2 separate regions of the Oryctolagus cuniculus genome follow, and region 2 is linked to region 1. The links are chromatin contacts, called in public Micro-C maps. All regions are on one chromosome and are shown on one strand. Each heading gives the region's core, a stretch centred on a gene start, on an enhancer-like site or on the middle of the called end of the contact. The rest is flanking DNA. Distances are from core to core; before and after follow the strand shown. Region 1 holds the start of CHCHD3 (coiled-coil-helix-coiled-coil-helix domain containing 3). Region 2 holds the start of EXOC4 (exocyst complex component 4).

Region 1 (3,648 bases), core at 293-2,792:
ATCCCCACTGCCACCTTCCTCCATCTTCATACTCGCTAGGCATCTCTGAGCTGTGGCCAGACTCGCCGCCAGTTCTGTCTGCTGTCCCCCTGTGTCTGTGTTAGAGTGACACACATTTTCCTAACTAAAATCTTCTCACCTAAAACTTATCTTGTGCTGCCTTTCCTCTTTCACCCTCAGAGGTGGAACACCCACAGCCTAAAGGCAAGATTTTTTTTTTAAATCTCTGCATAAAACTCAGAGTTTCCAGTCCTTTTTATTGTACTCCAAGGAGGAGCAACTAAACCACCAAGAACACAAGAATGCAGCCTCAGATGCTATATCGCAAAATGCAGCACTGTTGTTAATGAATCAAGAAACCTTGGTCACAGACCAAAAAGAGTTCAACACTGTGCGTATTTAGTAAGTTTTATTTCCCGGTAACACAACAGTAAATACATTCATTGAGACTGGTTGTGTGACAGGACAGCAGGGGAGGGAAAATACAAAGTATCTTAAGACACCCTGAAGTCCACATGGCTTTATTTCCCGGATGCAGGCTGGTCCTTGCAGCGGAGAGCGTGTTAAGTGAAGTGAGTGCTGGTGTGCTGACTCCCTGGAGCAAAGTCAAGTTTGAGTTCAGGCGCCAAGTACGTGGAGAGGGCGTAAGAGAACTCGCTATCACCTCTCAGAGCTCTGAAACCTCGCAGGCCTATCCCAGCCCGGGCCCGGCCGGCAGGCACCAGTCCCGGGAGCCACAGGTCACAGAGGCAGCGCCCGGGAAAGCGCAGAGACCGAGAGAACGGGAAGCGGCGGGGGCGGCGGAGGCGCGAGCCAGGGCAAGGGGTGGCCCCGGTGGGAGCGCGCTCAAGGAAGGACTGGAAGCCGAGGCAGGCGAGCCGGCGGCGGCAGCGCACCCGGGGAGGGAGCCTGTGCCCGCGGGAAAGCGGGCTGCGGGCCCCGAGCCAAGGGGAGTGACACCGGACCCGCTGCACAGACGGGGCCAGGGCGGCGAGGGGCAGCGAGGAAGCCCCCGAGACCGCCGAGCAGGGCAAGGCCAGCGGAGGGTCTCGGGGCACCCGGCGCGCCGCGGCCGCCCCGCACTGCACCCCTCACCCGGCCCAGGGCCTCTGCACGAACGCCCGGAGAAGTCAAACTCCCGCATCCTCCCCAAGGCCGGCTTCGGGCCGGTGAGGTGCAGGGAAGGCCTGGCTGGGGGTCCGAGCAGCGGGCAGCAGAGCGGGTCCAGGAAACGCAGGGCAGGGGTCCGAGCCGTGGGCCGCCCGCCCGCCGGAACTCACCCGGATGCCCTTCACCACGGTGATGTTCTCATTCTCGTCCGCCTCGAAGGTGACCCGGCGGGTGCTGGCGGTCCCGCCCATGGCTCCTGACCCCGCTCCTGCACGGATCCAGCACGGACCACGAGCGCTTCACAACTCCGCGCACACGCGCGCCAACGTGCCGGGACCCTTCCCGGGCTGCACGGGAGCAAGGCCACGACCCCAAGGAGCAAGGAGAAGGCGCCGGTCTGAGTTCCCGCCTCCTCCGGTCACGTGCCGAAACAGCTACACCTCCGATTGGTCAGAGCCGCGAAGGGCCCGCCTCCACTCGGCGGAGGGTGCTGGAATTGGCTGGCCTGGACCCGGATGCTATGGCAACAGGTGCTGTTTGACAAGTTTCCGGAGCTCCCGGGTGAAGTGGGAATTGTAGTCCCTATCGGGCACGAGGGGTGGTGGGACTCTCTTGCCTCGTCCCGGAGGACGCAAGGCATGCTGGGAGTTGTAGTCTTTCCCTCCAGAAGGGGTTGCTCTCTGGGCAGCTTGGAAGAAGTGCAATCATCGCTCAAGCATGCTTTGAAGACGTTATCCTGAAAACTCAGCAGAGTGAGGTCAAAGACGCAAGCTCGTTCTTAACGGATCTCAGGTTCATGGGGGAGATGCACAGCTTCCTGTAAATACAAATCCCTGAAGTAGAAGTTAGCAGCTCATTATTTTAGTCTGAGTCATTAAAAAAAATGCATTTTCCTGTATCCCCATTTCATAAACTATGTAGATGTTTGATTTCTTCTTGTAAAGTGAAAACTTAAATGCTGTCGTTATAAAATCTACAAATGAGAAAACACGAAAAGTACATTATACTCCGTATACGGAATTCGGTTTCCAAGTTTGTGTCTCCTTCCACTTCTGTTATATACCTTGGACCATAACACAGTTACGAAGAGAAGAATAGTATAAGTTAGTGGGACTATGGAAACCACAGCAGGCAAAGTTGAGAGAATCCATCTTGGAAAGTTTCTGGTTCACTAGAGTATTTCATTTCTACAAGACCAGTAAACAATTTTCAAGTTCCACCTACATCCTTACAATTTTTTTGCTTAACACTTTGCTCCACATTAGCCATACGACCCTAGTTCTTTTTTTAAGATTTATTTATTTATTTATTTGAAAGGCAAGAATTACAAAGAGGTAGAGGGAGAGAGCGAGAGTGAGAACGAGAGAGAGAGAGAGAGAGAAATGTCTTCCATGTGCTAGTTCACTCCCCAGATGGCTGCAATGGCCAGGGCTCAGCCAGACCAAAGCCAGGAGCCAGGAGCTTCTTCCAGGTCTCCCATGTGGGTGCAGGGGCCCAAGGACTTGGGTCACCTTCTGCTGCTTTCCCAGGCCCATCAGCAGGGAGCTGTTTGGAAGTGGACCAGCCAGGACTCAAACTAGCACCTGGTGTGGCACAGTGCTGGCCCCATGACCCTTGTCCTTACAAAAGTAATGAAAATATGCACTACCTTCAGGTGGCCGCTTTCAACATTATCAACAGCAGGCCATGACACCTTGTGTGTCAGACATCAACAATAATAATTTATCACTTATTCATTTTCTCTTTGTTTGAAAGGCAGAAGCAAAGACAGAGACAGAAAGATCTTCCATCCACTGGCTCACTCCCACTTGCCTGCAAAAGCCAGGGATGGGCTAGGCTCAGGCCAGGGGGCTGGAACTCAATTCAGGTCTCCCCTGTGGATGGCAGGGACCCAAGTACCCAAGCCATCACCCTCTGCCTCAGGATCCACAACAGCAGGAAGCTAATTGGCAGTGAAATATCAGAACTCCAGTAAGGCACTCCAACCTAGGACGCAGGCTTCCCAGGTGCTATATCAGATACTAGAGGAAGAAACCATGCCCTTAATTTCTGTATCTCTGGTCCATTACATGGGTATTGACTCCATCACATCATCTTATCATCAGCATGTTCTTTCCAACACATAGAATCCAAATTACACTGTTATGTTGCAGTTTTGAGATGATTTGCTACTCTTCACTTGGTCTCAAGTTACATAATATGTTTAAATCTTTCTTCCTTTTTAAAAAAGTTGTGTTTATTTATTTGAAAGAGTTGCAGAGACAGAGAGAGAGGGATAAAGAGAGAGAGATAGAGAGAGACAGAGATCTTCCATCTGTTGGTTTATTCCCCAGGTGGTCACAATGGCCAGTGCTGGGCTAAGCAAAAGCCAGGAGCCAGGAGCCAGGAGCCCTACATGAGAGGCCCAAACACTTGGGCCATTCTTCCGCTGCTTTTCCAGGCTATTAACAGGGAGCTGGAATAGAATTGGAGCAATCATAGGGGATGCCAGTGTGAAAGGCGGCAGCTTTACCTGCTACACCACAACGCCAGCACCAA
Region 2 (3,816 bases), core at 1,185-3,684, 180 kb after region 1:
AATTTTAGAAGTTTTTATAAAGTCCAATTTATCTAATTTTTTCTTTTGTTGCTTATGCTTTTGTTATCATATCTCAGAATTCATTGCTAAATCTAAGTCATGAGAATTTACCCTTATATGTTCTTCTGAGAGTTTCAACTCTTAAATTTAGGTCTCTGATTCATTTTGAGCTCATTTTTGTATATGGCGTGAGGTAGGGGTTCAAATTCATTTTTTGAAATGGACATCCAGTTTTCCTAGAACCATTTGTTGAAAACATTATTCTTTTCCTGGTACCCTCATTAGAAATAAATTGATTATAGAGGCATGGGTTTATGTCTAGTTTCTCAATTTTATTCCTTTTATGTGTTTACCCTTATTCTAGTAGCTTCCTACTTTGATTAGTGAAGTTTTTTGGTAATTTTCCAAAAATCAGGAAGTATAAGTTTCCCACATATGTTCTTTTTAAAGGTTCCATGTCTATTTGGTGTCCTTTTCATTTCCATATGAATTTTAAGGTTATCCTTTCCATTAAAAAAATGTCATTTAGGGGCTGGTGCTGTGGCATAGTGGGCTGAGCCTCTGCATATAGTGCTCTCATCCCACATGGGCATGGTTCGTGTGCTGGCTGCTCCTCTTCCAATCCAGCTCTCTGATATGGCTTGGGAAAGCAGCGGAAGTTGGCCCAAGTGCTTGGGCCCCGGCCCCGGCATGGGAGACCTCGAGGAAACTACTGGCTCCTGGCTTTGGATTGGCCCAGCTTTGGCTGTTGTGGACATTTGGAGACTGAACCAGCAGATGGAAGACTTTTCTGTCTTTTCCTCTCTCTCTCTCTAACTCTACTTCTCAAATAAAATAAATCAAATCTTAAAAATTTTTTTAAAAGGTCATTGAATTATTATAGGGAGTGAGAGTTTTGCCATATTAATATTGTTTTGGCGTGGGAAGTTCTTCCATTCTTTAATTTCTTTGTCATATTTTGTAGTTTTCATTGTACAAGTTTTTCATCTCCCTTTAAATATTTTTCTAAGCATTAATTTGCTTTTTAGATCTTTTATTGGTAATATATAGAAACATCAATGAATTTTGATTATTATTTTGTTTCTGCAACCTTGCTGAAATCTTTTTAGTTGTAGTGTTTTTTGTGTGTATTCTTTAAGACAGTCTGTGTATAAGATCTTGTTATCTAAGAATAGAGATAATTTTACTACTTCCTTTCCAATTTGAGTGCACTTTACAATTTTTCTTACCTAATTGCTTGGGCTCTAACTTCTAGTACTCATTGAATCAACGTGACAAAAGTGGACTTTTTTGTCTTGTTCCTGATTCTAATGTAAAAGCTTCCGTTTTCATTACTGAGTACAATGTTCACTGTGGGTTTTTAATAACTTCCCTTTGTAGTTTTTTTTAAGAAGTTGCATTCTATTCCTAGTTTTATGAATGTTTTCACTTTGAAATGGTGTTGGATTTTGACAAAAGTTATTTTTTTGCGCATCAACTGACATGATCATGTACTTTTTTGTTTTTTTTTTCATACAATCTGCTTAGGAAATTAATAGGCTTAAGTGAGTTCTATTTCTCTAGTCTGCTGTTTGCACTTAAACCATAAAAGCCTTTCATTAAGTTTTACCAAAAAACTTACATTAAGAGCCATTAAAATTGTGATTCTAGTGGCTACATGAATGTTCCATAATTTATTTAATATCTGTGCTGTTTCAAACACTTCCACCTCTCTGCCTCTTTAGAAGTCTTTAGTATCAGAGTTACTGAGCTGAAGTGTATGAATACACACACGGGCTCCAGCTAATTTTTCTTTTAGTGATGGAAGAGAGAGTGAGCTGGTTCACTCCCCACGTGGCTGCACCTGCGGCTGAGCCTGGCAGAAGCCAGGATCAGGGAGAACCGCTCCCAGCTGCCCGGGGTTCACGGTCTGCGATTGCGTCTCCCCAACGCCAGGATCTGAGCCGGCCGGAATATTCTGAATATTCGCTTGCATGTCCCTGCATGTGTTTTTTTAGGATTTTCAGGATATACAGAAACATTGGGAAAAACTGACACATAAAACGAACGTAGAAACAGTCTGACTATTAAAGAAAAGCATGTCCATATTCTTAATTGGATTTACCGTAAAAGCATGCACATCACGCATCAAGCATAAATGCGCTCCGTTTAAACACACACCGCATACCTACACGTTGGCGTCATCAGATCAATTATAAGCCCCAAACCATTCTTAAAGCGAGCGACCCGAAAACACGCCCAGGAACCGGGAGGAAAACTACTGTTCCCGAGAGCGTAGCGGGAACACGCGCGGGGCGGCCTCCAAACTTGTGGCCTCGGTCCCGCCTCCTCCTTCCAGCGATTGGACCCCCTACTTCCGTGCTCCGGAATTCTGTTCTTCCATTGGTGAGACCGCCACTTCCGTGTCTGGACTGCTCTTCTCCCATTGGTGGGGACTCCAGCGGGGGTCACATGCCGCCTTGACGTTCGCCGGCTCTTGGAGCCCACCGGCTTGCCCCGTACCAAGATGGCGGCGGACGCAGCTGCTGGGAAGTACAGAAGCACTGTCAGCAAAAGCAAAGACCCCTCGGGGCTGCTCATCTCTGTGATCAGGTGAGGGAGGCCGGAGGCAGGGTCAGGGGACGGGAGCAGCGGCTCGATCTCCGCTTTGGAGGGGAGAAGGGTCAGCTGGGTCCCGCCCTGCCGACCCTTCCTCTCCGCCTCGCCTCCCCAGGCCCCGGTGGTCCCACCTTTCTCTCCCGGGTTGGGCTCTGAGGGAGGAGCCCCACCTCACAGCCTCATCTGTAAGGGCAGATGCCTCTGGCCAGGGCCCCCGGGGCCTGCCCCACGCGCCGTTGGGGTTTGCCGGGGCGGAGCAGGTGAGGGGACGCGTGTGGAGCGCTCGCCCAGGAAGCGCCCGGGTCCTGGGCGTCCGTCCCGGGAAGCCGGGCACACACCTGTTTGTGATGTTCGCTTTGCCCCTTCCCGCCGCCCGGTCCCTGTGAATTCCTTAAAAGAACCGAAACGAAATAAATTTCGAGTCATCCCCCCTGCCCACCTCACCCGCGAGTGTTAGGGTGGAGTTGGGGTGGTGCACCTTGCGCGGGTTTTTCCCCTTTAAAAATAGAAGGAAATGGAAGGTGGCGGAACCTTGTGGAAACTGATAGGACCAATCTGAATAAAACGTATATGACACTCTTTTTACGCTGTCGGCGTTTGGATTTCAGTGCAGATATTTTTCATTAAAACAAACACCCCTCCCGTCTCTATGCCCCACCTGTGCCAAGTTTATGCCTTCTTGAGGGCTGCCCAAATATATTGATTTTTTTTTTAAACTCAGGGTCCAGCAGTATCTGGTAGGTACTAAGCTCTCGGGATGAACGAACCTTAAAGCAGCGCACCACTGGTGGGCCGATAACCGGTCTCTTGGATCTTACCAAGGGGACTGTAGATTCAGATCATAGCCTATTAAATCATTATTATCCGTATTCTGCCAGGGTTACGGGAATGCTTCTCGGTCTGGAAATACTTTGTGTATTTGTCGTGTCATACAAGGGAAATAGTCTTCTCTTGGTCCGCAGGCGCCATTCATGCTGTGACAAAACGCAGGGAGTGTAGATGTGTCTCAGAGGCACAAACCAGTAGGTAGAATATTTGTAGATTCCAGGCCTAATCCCCTGCGGGATTATAATACATGGCTTTATTTTCTTTCTTTTTGGACTTGCTTTAGGCAACATTCACTTAAACAACAGGTGTTTTGTGCCGTTTCTTTGTATGGTGCCTGGCACCTACGGCATACGTAGTAAATGCTTGTTGAATGAATAAGTGAGCACCCTG

Evidence for each region. A called contact is a pair of places that touch in the nucleus more often than the background predicts.
Region 2: a Micro-C map of ear pinna shows a contact between it and region 1, with 2.3 times the contacts expected there. The contact joins the promoter of EXOC4 here to the promoter of CHCHD3 in region 1. A contact is called at or near these places in 2 of 6 Hi-C or Micro-C datasets (ear pinna and an unstated tissue).

What each region holds. Positions count from the first base shown.
Region 1 is chr3:168,945,449-168,949,096 of mOryCun1.1, forward strand. CHCHD3 (coiled-coil-helix-coiled-coil-helix domain containing 3) reads right to left here and starts at 1,543. Exons shown (of 8, transcript XM_008258130.3): 1 at 1,281-1,543. The coding sequence starts at 1,361.
Region 2 is chr3:169,127,989-169,131,804 of mOryCun1.1, forward strand. It overlaps EXOC4 (exocyst complex component 4), which reads left to right and starts at 2,435. Exons shown (of 18, transcript XM_070071324.1): 1 at 2,435-2,592. The coding sequence starts at 2,507.